2 separate regions of the Mus musculus genome follow, and region 1 is linked to region 2. The links are chromatin contacts, called in public HiChIP or PLAC-seq maps. All regions are on one chromosome and are shown on one strand. The core of a region is the stretch at or near the end of the contact, and the rest is flanking DNA. Distances in the headings are between cores, read along the strand shown. Region 1 overlaps Sgip1 (SH3-domain GRB2-like (endophilin) interacting protein 1). Region 2 overlaps Pde4b (phosphodiesterase 4B, cAMP specific).

Region 1 (6,463 bases), core at 1,322-3,821, 460 kb before region 2:
TAAGGTCTTGTCTTCTACCGAATCATATTTACACCCCTTCTTCACCAGACTCTGGATTATCTCATAACACAAACCTTATTTTCCACCCTAGGTGTCTTCACCTATTGCTTCCGGTCTGGTACAGTGCAGTGTAATGGTTTGGTAGAACTTAGATGAGGGAGTCAGCGGGAGTCATTTAGCATCATTTAGTCACTTGAGCATCCCCAGCCTTGTTTGGATGCTGAAGACACAGCAATGGAGAAAGGGGTCAAAATTCATCTGCTGGAGGCTCCATTCCAGTGGACAGGGAGAGACAGACAATGGAAAACTGGGGGAAAAATGTATGTGTGGGGTGTTAGGGGTATGGAGGTGGTGGGGGAAGGGAGGGAGGGATGGAAGAGGTGGTGGGGAGGGTGAAGGGAGAGGAAGGGGCTGCTGTTTGTTGGCTGGATAAGAAATTCTGTTTGATAAATTTGTTGAAAACCCAAAGTGAGGGGTCAAACTGCTCATGTACATGGGAGAAAACTTCAGTGAAGCAGAGAGAGAGACTGAGTGGGAGACAGAATGAGGCAGAGAAGAGAAACAGCTATAGGCTAATGTGGTGGAAGTGGAGAGAACAGGGAGGTATATAGACAAGGAAGGAGGGAACAATCCAGGTTAGATCAGAGAGGGGGCAACTGGGTGTGGCTGGCAGCTCTTCATCAACAGAACACAGAGCGCCCAGGACCTCAGAAATCCCTGGGAAGTGTTTTCCCTGGGAACAGATGAGAGTTTGGAGCAAGGGAGTGGTGTGCTGTGCGGAGATGGACTTCAGAGGGGCCAGAGTAGAAGCTGAGAACACCAGTTACATCTCTAAATATGTCAGTGAGTGAATAAATGAAAGCCAGTAAGAAGGTAAGGTAGAGGACCCGCTGTGTGATTCCCCCAGGATTTCCACCACAGAGTACACATTCTCTCCACATTTTATTAATTTTTAAGAATAAATATGCTTCTGTTTTCTTAGTTCTTATCAGTCTCAGTGTTCAAGGCATCAGTCAGCGACCAATGACTCTTCCAACTCCTATAACAGGTAGTTGGTCAAGTTGTTCTAACAGAGTCTACAGGACTAATATCTATGTAGTAAGTATTTGTCAGCCTAAGCTGGCAGTGTTTATGTGCCTTATATGAGCCCCTCTCCTTTCTCCCCCATTCTCTCTCTTTCTCTCATGCCCCACCTCTCTGGATCAACCCCAGGCTTGTAGTGTTTGCTTCTTTGTATTATTATAGATCTAGAATAAAACCTAGTTGCTGTTGAAAAAGCTATGCCGCCCAGGAAGAACGAAAGATCGAGTGACTGGGTAGGATGACTCGGGGGCTGGATTACTAATTATATTGGCTTTCTAGGAGTGGATCAGGAGAGTCATGATGTTTCGAAACAATGTTTCAGAAGGGGAGAATGGATCCATACGTTGCCAGGTGAATTCCCACTTAAATGTGTTGCTCCAATGGTATTTAATTCTCACTGTTTAATAAAATTAGTAATGCCAATTGTGAGCACATCCGAGGCTTGTCCTAGATTGTAAGTTTTTCTTGTTTTTAAAGCCCGGTTCTTGTGAGTGAAGATAGAACTAAGAGCCATTCATCGCTCACTTAGGCTTCTTTTTGTTTATTGATGGGACTCAGGCCTAGAATTAAATTAATGATGCACTTGGCACACTTCTGGTGCAAGTGTTTGGTGTGCAAGGTAGATTAATGATTCCTGTCAACAGTTTGGAGCCAGGATTCCCATTGGAACAGAGTGCTGAGAGCCGTATATCTCTCTGTGAAGAAATGCACACATAAGATGTGGCTCACGTACGTAACGTACGTACGTAACGTCAGAACATGGGAGGCAGAGGCAGATCGTTGTGAGTTCAAAGCCAGTCTGTTCTATGTTGCCATCTCCAGACCAACCAGCTACATAGTAAGATTGTCTTTGAAAAAAAAAAAAAAGGATATGCACTATAATTTCAGAGAATTTTTAGATTTATGGATCTGATCCATAGAACTCTTTTTCAGAAGGCAGGGCTGTCAGTGTCCTCCCCACCCTACCCCCACACTAGATAGAACCAGGCTTTTAGAAGACCGCAGGCCTCATCCCAGGCTTACTTGCTTGGATCTGCTCCTTTGAAGTAGGCGTTGACAGTTTCTGTGAAAGCTGCTGCGACCGGGAGGGTGTCCTGGGCCCCCATAGTTAGGGGACTGGGCCCCCGGGAGGAACCTGTGGGAGACGAAAGACTTCCACTTATTTTCAGCTTCTGTAAAAATACACTGTATATGTCAAAATACAAATACACTGCATTAAAGTTCACTAAAGGATCGGAGGGTGGGGTGACTCTCACTAAGAATGTGATTAAACAGTAGCTGTGTGTTCAACTCAGAGCACAAGTATTTAAGAGGAAATATTTGGCTGGCTTGTAGACAAACGTACAGAAGAAAATCCAAGCAGATAACAAAGTCACAAGGGTTTACAATCGTCCTGTATAAAGCAAGAGGCAGTATTTGCATGACAGTTTGTGCAGCAGGTGGTTAAAAGAGAGAAGTGTTAGTTTCCTATTTCCCGTTAGAGCCTTCCACCAATCACGTGCTCAGATTGAAAACTCACACGCCTTCCTTTGGAAGAGATGGTCGCGTGGTGTTACAGAGCTCAGAGCTATGTTTCTGCATTATTTCTCTTTTAAAAAGCTCAGTTGCTCTCAGACTCAGCAGGTCAAGCTCCTTGCCTGAAGCGTGTGCCACCGAAACGTACACATTGACAAAAGAAGGCACTCATGCCTCGGACCAAAGCGGTATCTCCGTGCACCAGGCGAGCCAATGAGTGCCTACCATGCAGGGCTTCACTCCACCTTCCCCTTAGTCCGGAAGATAGGCAAGTCACATTTTACAGGAGAGGAAGCTGAAGTTTAGAGAGCGTTGTCCAAGATAATACAGTTTTCCAAGCAGTAAAACAAGAATCCAAACCTAGATTTGCTTTTCTGTAAAGTTTGTATTTTTACCGTCATGGATTTTTGCAATCCTCTCTCCCCTACTTTTTTCTACTTCATTCAGCTCTTAGTATCTTGTACTTGGTAGTTGGTCATCAATTTAATGAGTATTTGTTAGTATCATGTATCAAGTCCTCGGGTCCCTCAGCTGAGGATGCTCAAGATGAGTTAAACATGGTCTTTGTCCCGGGGAGCGACACTTCAGTGTGTAGTTATGGCCATCCTCATACAACAGCATCCCCACTGGCATTACCATTTCCGAGAGCACAGGCCTCCCTCAGCATTCTTTTCTTCACATTTACTATCTGCGTTATGATACTCACTTAGCAGACTATATTACAGGCATGGCTCCCAGCATGCAACACTTCCAGGGGATGTTGGAAACCTTAGGATATTGGGGTCTCATGGAAAGAATTTAAGTCTTTGACAGTATGCTATTGAAGGAGATATGACTCTACCTCTTTCCTGAATAACTCTTTGCTTTCTGGCCTCTATGAGACAAAAATGCCCCCTCCAATACACATTTTTGACAGGATACACTGTGCCACCACAGGCCTACAGCCCAGGGCCAAGGAACTGTCACCCCAAATAAACCTTTCTTCCTTTTATGTTGATCTTTTTTAAAAAGTTTTTTTTTTTAATTTTTATTTAATGTGCAATGGCCTGCCTGTATGTCTGTGTGAGGGTGTCAGATCCTGGAACTGGGGTTACAGACAGTTGTGAGATGCCAGTGGGTTCTGGGAATTGAACCCAAGTCCTCTGGAAGTTCTTAACTGCTATTAAATAGTTAACTGATGAGCCACCTCTCCAGTCCCTAAATTGAAGATCTTAAACATTTTATTCCAATAACAGAAAACCAATTAATACAGGACCAAGGCTCAAAGAGTTTCTACAACTTGCTCAGTTTTTGTCTAGCCGGAATGCAAAAATTTTAAGATTGCTACTAAAGTATGTGTGAATTCAAAATGTAGGCTCTGAGGACTATATTATTTTGTTTCCCTAGTGGAAAATTATAGGGCCATATGGGTCAAGAAAACAATTTCAGACAATTGGAGTGTGCATGCCACGGGATTGCAGATTTCCTGAAATAGAACCAAGATCATACCAACCTTTCCTTAAGAATCACCTATTGTTAGATCCGAGAAAGGTGATGTCTACACTCATTTATAGATAATTAGATAAGAACGGAAGAAGTGATTTTATAGTGTTGCTCAATTCATTTGCTTACTTGGATATTTATGGAATGATTAACAAGTCCTGAAGACAAGGTTCCCTAGCTGATACTAACAAGTAGGTCAGAGTGGAAAGGGGTTTAGGCTGTTATCATTATAGCAAGATCATGTTTCCACGTGATCGGAACTTAGAGCTTTGGTGAGGTAGTAATAAAACAAAACAAAACAAAACACCTGCATCAAATACAGTAATTCAGCAAGTGCTTTAAAAGGCTGGTGTGGGAAAAGAAAACGGGATGGTTAGAAATTCAGTGATGAAGAGTTTTATAAATTATCTTGGAAAATTTGTAAGTGAAAACATACACTAAAATAATTTTCCTTTGAGAATCTATATGAAAATCTCCGCATATGTCACAGAGCAAAGTACACATATATACAAGATTTGTACAATCTGAAGTAGCAGTATCGGTTTCTTGAGTTCTTTGGGGTTCCTGGAACTGAGATGATTAGAAAAGTTTCCTAGAGCCAAGCGTGGTGGCACACGCCTTTAATTTCAGCACTCGGGAGGCAGAGACAGGCAGATTTCTGAGTTCGAGGCCAGCCTGGTCTACAAAGTGAGTTCCAGGACAGCCAGGGCTATACAGAGAAACCCTGTCTCGAAAAACCAAAAGAAAAGTCCCCTAGAAAATGAGAGACTATCTGGTGTGTGTGTGTGTGTGTGTGTGTGTGTGTGTGTGTGTGTGTGTACTCTACATTTAGATCATGTTCAGTATAATGTAGCCTACTCACTTCCCTTGTGTGTGCCTGTAGGGACCAGAGGTTGACATTGCATGTCTTCTTCAGTCCCTTTTGTTCCATCTTCTGAGACAAGAATTTATAACTAAAGCTGGAGCTAACTGTTTTCCACTAAATCATCTGGGTAGCAGGCCCCGGGACCCACCTGCCTCACGTCAGTTTTGGAGTCACAGAGGCATACAGAGCCATGCCTGGCTTGCCCTTGGCACTGAGGATTGAACTCAGATCCACAAGCATATGTAGCCAAGCCCTTTACCCACCGAGCTATCTATCCAGTCCGAGGACTCGTCTTAAAAAGAAAATAAAATCGATAAGAATTACAGATGTTAACAGATAAAGAGAATATCATGGGCATTTTATTCTTCAAAATTGCAAAACATTTGAATAGCCAGGATAATTTTGTGAGTAAAGTGATATGATTTAGGTGGATAATGGTCTTTTAAAGTGAATGGACAATTACATGAGTCATGCTATGAATCAATGGAAGATGTTTACTGAGGAAGGCATCACTGGTAAGTGGTCTGGAGCTCTGCTCACAGACTGGCCTTTTATTACCAGAATTGTTAGGGGTGGGTGATGGGGGTGATGATGGCAGTACCAGTGATGATGATGGTACCAGTGTGGAGACTAGAATAGACATTCAGCCATGACACTGCGTAGAGTCTGGGAGAATGGGATTTGGCATCCAGCCTGGGATGGTTTCTTTTTCTGATACTTGTCTGAACTATTTTTGGGCAGGAATGATTCAATCATAACGTTTTGTAGGCCTGTTGTGAGGATAAAAATGTATTGCATTTAGAGTAGTGCTTGGTCTGTAACAGCATCAAATTAGCTATTTTTATGATGATTGTCACAACTTAACACAGTATGGAGATTATCTGAGTAAGACAGGCTTTCTGATGTGCTCAAGAATTTTTAAAAACTTGGGATATTGAGATGAAACTGATGAGAAAAGTAGCAAAAATAAATATGAAATTCCTATATATTAAGATTGAAAAATTGTCAAGCAATTTGGACATGGTGTTGCATATCTATAACCCCAGCATCCAGGAGGCTGAAGCAGGAGGATGACAAGTTGAGAGCAGTCTGGGCTACATACTGAGACTGTCTCAAAAGTCAAAACAAAACAAAAACATTGGAATAAATAAGGCAACCATTTGTGGTTTTGACAAAGAAAACTATCTCAGTAGATGAATATGTGGAAAAATAAAACCAACTGGGGGATTTAGTTGGTTGATGAGTTTGTAAGAAGGTCCCAGGAGCACTTCAGCAGTTAGATGAAACTCTGGGATACCATGAGGACAAAGCTCTAACTCAGATCTATCACTTTCTGTCACCTGACCCCTCCTAGTGGCCCCTACCATCTTCTACTGTTGCTGTGTCCACTTCTTGGACACTATAATCATTCCTATGGATTTGATCAATAAAGTTACAAAAGCAGAAACATATATAAGATAAATATTTACAGAGAACACTTTTACCTTAAAGCACCCACAATTTACAGTTCTAATTCTT
Region 2 (6,336 bases), core at 1,654-4,153:
AAGAGAACTGGGCTACAGCAGAAGCCAAGAATCTTAACCCCAATCCAGACTCTGGCACCTTCCAGGTGCGTAGCCCCTGGTAGCTCACCGAACCTCAGTTTCTTTCTCACTTGGGGCAAGCAGGCAATAACTACTATTTCCTGATGATTTACAGTGTGTGAGGTCCCGTGTGATGGGGCTCACATATATTCCCTCGCTTTCTCTGAGGGAATTTGGCTAGGTATTTTCCATATCTGAAGTGTTCAAGATTTTATGATTCTCAGCTAATTTAAATCCTATGCCAAAATATACAAATCTCTGAAAGACATTCCAGGTACACACTAAAGAAGATGGCTATTAATTTTCAAAGAATATGTACATTCTGATCAGATTATACCTCTGAAGAATTGTGAATGCAAAGACGATGTGATTCCTCTGTATGCCACTGATATGTCACACATATCAGTCATTGCTACTGGATGATGGAAGAGGCCATTTCGGGTACTGGGTGGTGAGTACTCTCAACAGTACCACCGGTCTTTTGGAAGCCATCAAGTACTTCAAGGAAATGTCTCTGATTAACAACCCCAAATGAAAGCTACAGTTTTCAAAATTAACTCCTGGGACAACGGAAGTGTAAGTTTTTATTTGCAGCCAAGAAATACAGTCCTGGTCCTTCATTTCATTAAGGTGGAAAGGAAACCACCTTAGCAGAAATTTTAAGATTTTTTTTTACCCTTTGGGTGGCAAAGCTCGGGCAGACAATGGACCGCTTTATGCAGAGCAAAGAGCCAAAAGATAAAAGAAACCGTAAGCTAAGAGAAGTATAGCTCTGGGTGGGAGTTCCTTTCACATAATAAACCACACTAGCCAGATGTCTCATGAAAACCACGCCAAGGACATAATTACTGCTTAAATGCTACATTCAAGACAGGGAGTGGTACCCTGGAACCCACGTTAAATATCCCAGAAAGCAACTTCTAAATTCCATGGATCTTACAGCTCCAATTGTTAACATAATGCATGTAGTGGGGAGGGGGAATGCTTTCTGTATGCCGTGTGCACCCCTGGTAGACAATCTTATCTTCACTTTCTTTTCTTATTTATTGGTGGGCACTGACCACCTAGCAGTAGAGTGGCCTGTATCAGTGGACTCTCAGCTCTCCAACCTACCCCTACCATATTGGTCCACTTGTGGCTTAAAACCAACACCACTCAGGTCTTAGCCAGAACCTCACAGAAGTGCTCTCTGCCCCTATTGGAGAAGTGCTAGAGGATCTGCCTTTCCTGAAGTTTTTGTCCTTTGAAGCTGATTATAGAGATATGTGAGATCATGCTGGAGATAGTAGCTCATACCTGTATTCCCAAGTACTTCAGAAGCCTACCCCACGTCTACTTGGATCTGTGTAACACATCAGTTTGGTCTCAAATATGGTTATACTAAAGAAGCTTGTGAAATCTATAATCTAGATTGCCATGAGATCAAGGCCAGCCCGAGCCACAAGGTGAGTTAGTGAGTTCCAGGTCATCTGGGGCTATAGAGGGAAACCCTATCTTGAAATAAGATAATCTAAAAGTCTAACAATACATGGCAAGACTAACTCTATAAAACACAGATATGGACTTGCAAGAAGATCAGCAGATGCCGAGGGCTAACTGCTGGAGACATACTCCCTTTTATAAATATGTCTTGTCTTGGACAAATGTGACACAAGGCGTCCTGGTTTGAGAGATGGTTCTCAGTGTGAGGGTGATCATGCCTCTAGGTACATTCTGTGCACGATATTTGTTTAGGGTCTTAAGATACCTGTTTCCCAGAGCTTTGTGTAATCCAGAACACACAGCGATGTGAAGACCCAATTTTTAAGGAAGCAGCTTCAATGTATCAATTATCAGGGTTAGGCTGTCTCTAATGCTACTGATAGAGGAGGAACAGCCACACCTATGCTAACAAATAGCATTGAAAATATCATGCCAGCCCCATGTCTACTTGGATCTGTGTAACACATCAGTTTGGTCTCAAATGTGGTTATACTAAAGAAGCTTGTGAAATCTACTCATCATTTCTTCCTTGTCCCACCTGTAACATTCTGACCTGGGGCTACATTCTTAAGGACACTGGCTTAGTTAATGTTTGCCTTTAGCTTCTCTGATTGTCCTCTGTTTCTTACATGGCTCCTACATAAACGTTTAAGCTGTCCAAGGACTTTTTCTGCACCCAGGGGGAGTGAACAGGTGCTCACTAGAAGCTGTGTGGTTGATCATAGTCAGGTCATTTAATCTCAGCCTTGACTCCTTATCTGTAAAGTGGAAGTAATAATATCTGTCACGACTATTGCTTGTGGAGGCCATTGCTGAGATAATTGATATGAAAACCCTTCTAGGTTCAGTAAGATGAATTATCAGTTATAATAGCTTACAGTTACTATGCTATATGCCAGTTGAGTGCTTTCTGAATATTAATTCACTTAATCCCCATACAACCTTATCTTACAGTTTAGGAAACCAAGATCCAGAAAAGATAATTAACTTGCCCACGTATATGATTTCCAAGCAGAATGATTCTAAGCAGATTCCAGAACTGAATGTGTGGCCAATATGAATAGTCCCAGAAACCAATTACCCGGAGAACAACACGCAATGGTAAGGAAATTCCTAATTTCCAGTAAAGACAGTGTGTTAGGTCATTAGCATGCCTTTGGGCCAAATAGAGATCACTCAGGTAGGCTTAGCAGGATCAGAAAAGCATATTGAAAAAGATGACACTCAACCTAAAAGATGTCAGAACATGGCTAATCTGACTGTGACAGGTATAAGAAGACAGTCTAGGCAGAAAGTGTAGAGGGGAATAGACAGAAAACTCCTGGGTCCCAGTTGCTCCAGCCCATGTGACAGAGATGTGATCTGACTGCTCACTGATTAATCACCGGCACTTCCTGTTAGCACATAAGCCACAAAGGAGCAGAGACCTTAGCTGTGTGGACCACTATGAGATCATCAGTGCTTGATATAAAGTGAATGGCCAGTAAGTATCTGTGCAATTAGGTACATGCAGGCATGGATGAATAGTATGTATGAAATAAATATTCAAGGGATGGATTATTAAGTGAATAAATAGGAAGCAAAGCTCCAAACCCAAGTTCCACATATTGGCTGGGTGTCCCTGAGTGTTGAAAGTTTCAGATTTGCTTTTTTGTTTATATCTCAGATTCTGGAATATCTTAATCTGCATGGTGAGAAATCTTAGGGAAGGGAATCAAGACTGAATAGAAAATTCATTTGTTTTATGTGCACATTCCATAAATAACCCAATGGCGATCTCATAGTGCAACTCTGTGCAAGCGATCACTCGAGGCCAGATGTGGATCTCTTCATTCTTGGCATCATATCAGAGTTCAAAAAGCCTGAATTTTGGATTTTTTTGATAGGGAATGCTCAACTATTTCTTTTTTTCTAAATATACTACAACCAATGTTCCATCATGTTAATTTAATCTGGGTGGTGAGGCATCTTAGCTACAATGTATAAGCATCTACTTTTCATCCCAAAGAGTGGTCCCCTGCAATGCCCTAGCCAAAGATGGGCATGATCACACAAATAGTGTGTAAGATAATGCTCTCTGGTGAGAGCCTGCAGAACAGTGGAGAGACCGGGATAGGAGAGATGCCACAGCAGTATGCAACTTCCTCTTGCAAGGAGACTTACTGCAGAACAAACCACAGGACAGTGAGAGGAGGATAATTGTCCAATTAGGCTCTACCTGCACTTCCTATTACCTGCCTCATCAGAATCTGGATGAAGTCAAACAAATGATGGATGGACCACTTAACAAAGACTGAATATAGATCCTGCTGTGGTAACTACTGACTGGAAAGCAAGAGAATCAAGCCTCAGATCCAATGTTTCTCTAACCCATGGTACATCCACAAGCTAGTTGCCAGATTCCTGACACTCAAGATTTCCTTCTCTAAACCAGAGGTTGAATGCATGGGTTTGCAAACCTCTCCTAACCTTTGCCAAGATCGTGGGTTCTATGACCCTCTGAGGCTATGATGATCTTTGAAACGCAAGAGAACTTCTTGGCCCTTAGACTGTATATTTCCAGATGGGTTGTGTGTTGTGACTCAGCTTATAGGGCTGGTCTCTAATGTTTGAGTCCAGTGTCCTTCAGCGTTCTGTGCTGTTGTGGGAGGGAACTAAAATTCTGCAGAACAACGAGGCTTACTTGTTCGGCGCTCCATGAAGGTTCGTCAGCAGGGTGAAGTTGTTTCTTACACTTCGCAAGCTGGCAAGAACCTGCAAGGAGAATGTTTCAGAATTGGTTAGGGTCAAAGGACTGTATTTAAAATCACACCAGTGATGAATTTCAGGCGAGCATGATCCCTACGTACCTGGGCAAAAGGAGTGACAATCAGGTCATCGCCGTGTCTGGTGAAAAGAGAGAAAGAAGCAGAAGAGATGAATATCAACTGCGACACACATGTTACACTAAGTTTATCAGTGTTAGTGACCTACTTGTTCTGGGAGAAAGGCAGGAGCCCATGAACCTGAAAGAGAAAAACACTACCCAGCTCGTGACTCCCAGCCTAACTGTGTGATTCTGTCTAAAAGCTTTGGCAAGTAAGCATGTGCCCTTGGGGCATGCGGTCCCACTAAATGGCAAGCCCAGATTCCTATAATTCATACTGACTTGTGGATTTGACTTGCCTGAGCCAGGAAACTCAAAGGGCTGCCCATAGGCACACTGTGCACTGGAAAAAATGGTATAACAGTCTGGATAAAGGGTAACATTGGATTTCCTGGCTTTTGTTGATTTGAACCACAGCTTTAATACCATTTAAATACAGATTTCTGTCTGGGAATTCCATTACTTTTTGTTTTTAATATAATCTTTTTTTCTTTTTCTTTTTAAAGTACCCAAGGAAAAAAATTTTAATGGGAATGTGCAGTCTGAGCCTCCTAAGCAGTAACAGTTGACACTCATCTGGTCCCAAAGACCTAATTACGCTCTACCTCCTGTTTCATCAGTCTGCGCTTGGGACCAGTGAAACTATGTTTGCAGCAACGCACTTTCCGTGCGCTGGCATCTGCTCCCTTAATCTGCTAAAGACTGCCTTCAGCAAGCTCTCAGCTGAAGGTTTGGGAAACCGCATTAGCCACCATCACCAAATTAGGTTAATTTGCTGGCACCCCGTGAATCAGCAACATGGAAGCTGATGGCAGTGAACTCCCCTCCCTGTCTGGCCTACCTCCTCTGTCCTCTACCATCACAGCAAAGGTGGCCCTTCCTTCATGGTCATGCGAGGGTACCCTGCAATAATTAAACACCTTCCGGGTACCAGGCACCATGCAACGTTGGGTTTCAGAGCGGAAGAGCACGAGTGTCCATGTCTACCCTTCTCTGATATGGGCTTTAGCAAAGTGCCTTGTTAGTGTGGCGGTCTCCACCCTCGTCTTTAGTCAGGCATTCTCTGAAACGCTTCGAAGGCCCAGTTTGAACAGTGATAAGAACCAGAAAGGGAACTGGCAAGCAGTAAGCATTCTTTATGTGATTGGCTGTTGTGTGTTGGCAAGCAGTAAGCATTCTTTATGTGATTGGCCGCTGTGTGCACTGGTACATTTACTATTGGCCGTGCAGCTGTGAGGCAAGCACATCGCAGGTGCTATCAAGTCAGTAGCCGCTACCTAGCACTTAGCTGGGCCTCTTTGCTCCCCAAGATCTGTGCTTTTGACACAATACTTGTGATTTTATGATGGCATATGATGACCCAGTTGGCAAAGCAAATTATGCAGAAGCCACAATCTTGCAAATAAAAACGTAATGAAGGAGATCGAAAAATGCACACAAACACAGAAAGAAATACACACAGTGGGTACTGAGTGGGAGCATGAATGAAATACTGAATACCAAAAGAGAGATTAACTCTAGATTAGTGGAAGTAAGAAGGGCTTGGCTGAGTCAGTAGTGTCTGAGATGGGCTTTTAGAGGCAGGGGTGTACTCGGTAAGAAGGCAGAGAGGATAGATGCTACTAATGAGAGAAATGGTTACGGCAGAGAGTTTCACATGGAAAAACAGTGAATAAAATCATTGGCGGCTATAGGAAAACATTTACTGTAGGCATGTGTAGAGAATAAGGTTGAAAGCCTATGATGTTGTGATTAACTTCACAGGACCAGGTAAGCCAGGGAGGGAGTTCAGTGAAGGGTGGGGGGGGGGGGGTGGTGGTGGTGAGATAGACAAGCCAAGAATGTGTTTTTTAAAAAATAAAATAAAAAACGTCGTGGTTGCTGAGGGGCAGGACTTCAGGGAGAGCCCTGGGAGCACCGCTGAGAGGGTTACTGGCAATGAGAAAGAG

Evidence for each region. HiChIP or PLAC-seq counts read pairs in DNA pulled down with a chosen protein or histone mark.
Region 1: a contact with region 2 is called in an H3K4me3 HiChIP or PLAC-seq map of bone marrow-derived macrophages, with 4 times the contacts expected there. The contact joins two enhancer-like sites.

The regions. Positions count from the first base shown.
Region 1 is chr4:102,951,854-102,958,316 of GRCm38.p6, reverse strand. Sgip1 (SH3-domain GRB2-like (endophilin) interacting protein 1) reads right to left here. Exons shown (of 26, transcript NM_001285852.1): 20 at 2,107-2,218. Among named protein-coding and RNA genes, the nearest start is that of Tctex1d1, 31 kb to the left of the region's middle. Within about 2 kb of position 2,571, at least 41 of the 459 cell types and tissues checked have an H3K27ac peak or open chromatin away from gene starts, as enhancers often do. A contact at or near this core is called in bone marrow-derived macrophages, where this site is marked.
Region 2 is chr4:102,495,693-102,502,028 of GRCm38.p6, reverse strand. Pde4b (phosphodiesterase 4B, cAMP specific) reads right to left here. Exons shown (of 15, transcript NM_019840.2): 3 at 4,371-4,407; 4 at 4,205-4,275. Among named protein-coding and RNA genes, the nearest start is that of Gm52668, 17 kb to the left of the region's middle. Within about 2 kb of position 2,903, at least 28 of the 459 cell types and tissues checked have an H3K27ac peak or open chromatin away from gene starts, as enhancers often do. A contact at or near this core is called in bone marrow-derived macrophages, where this site is marked.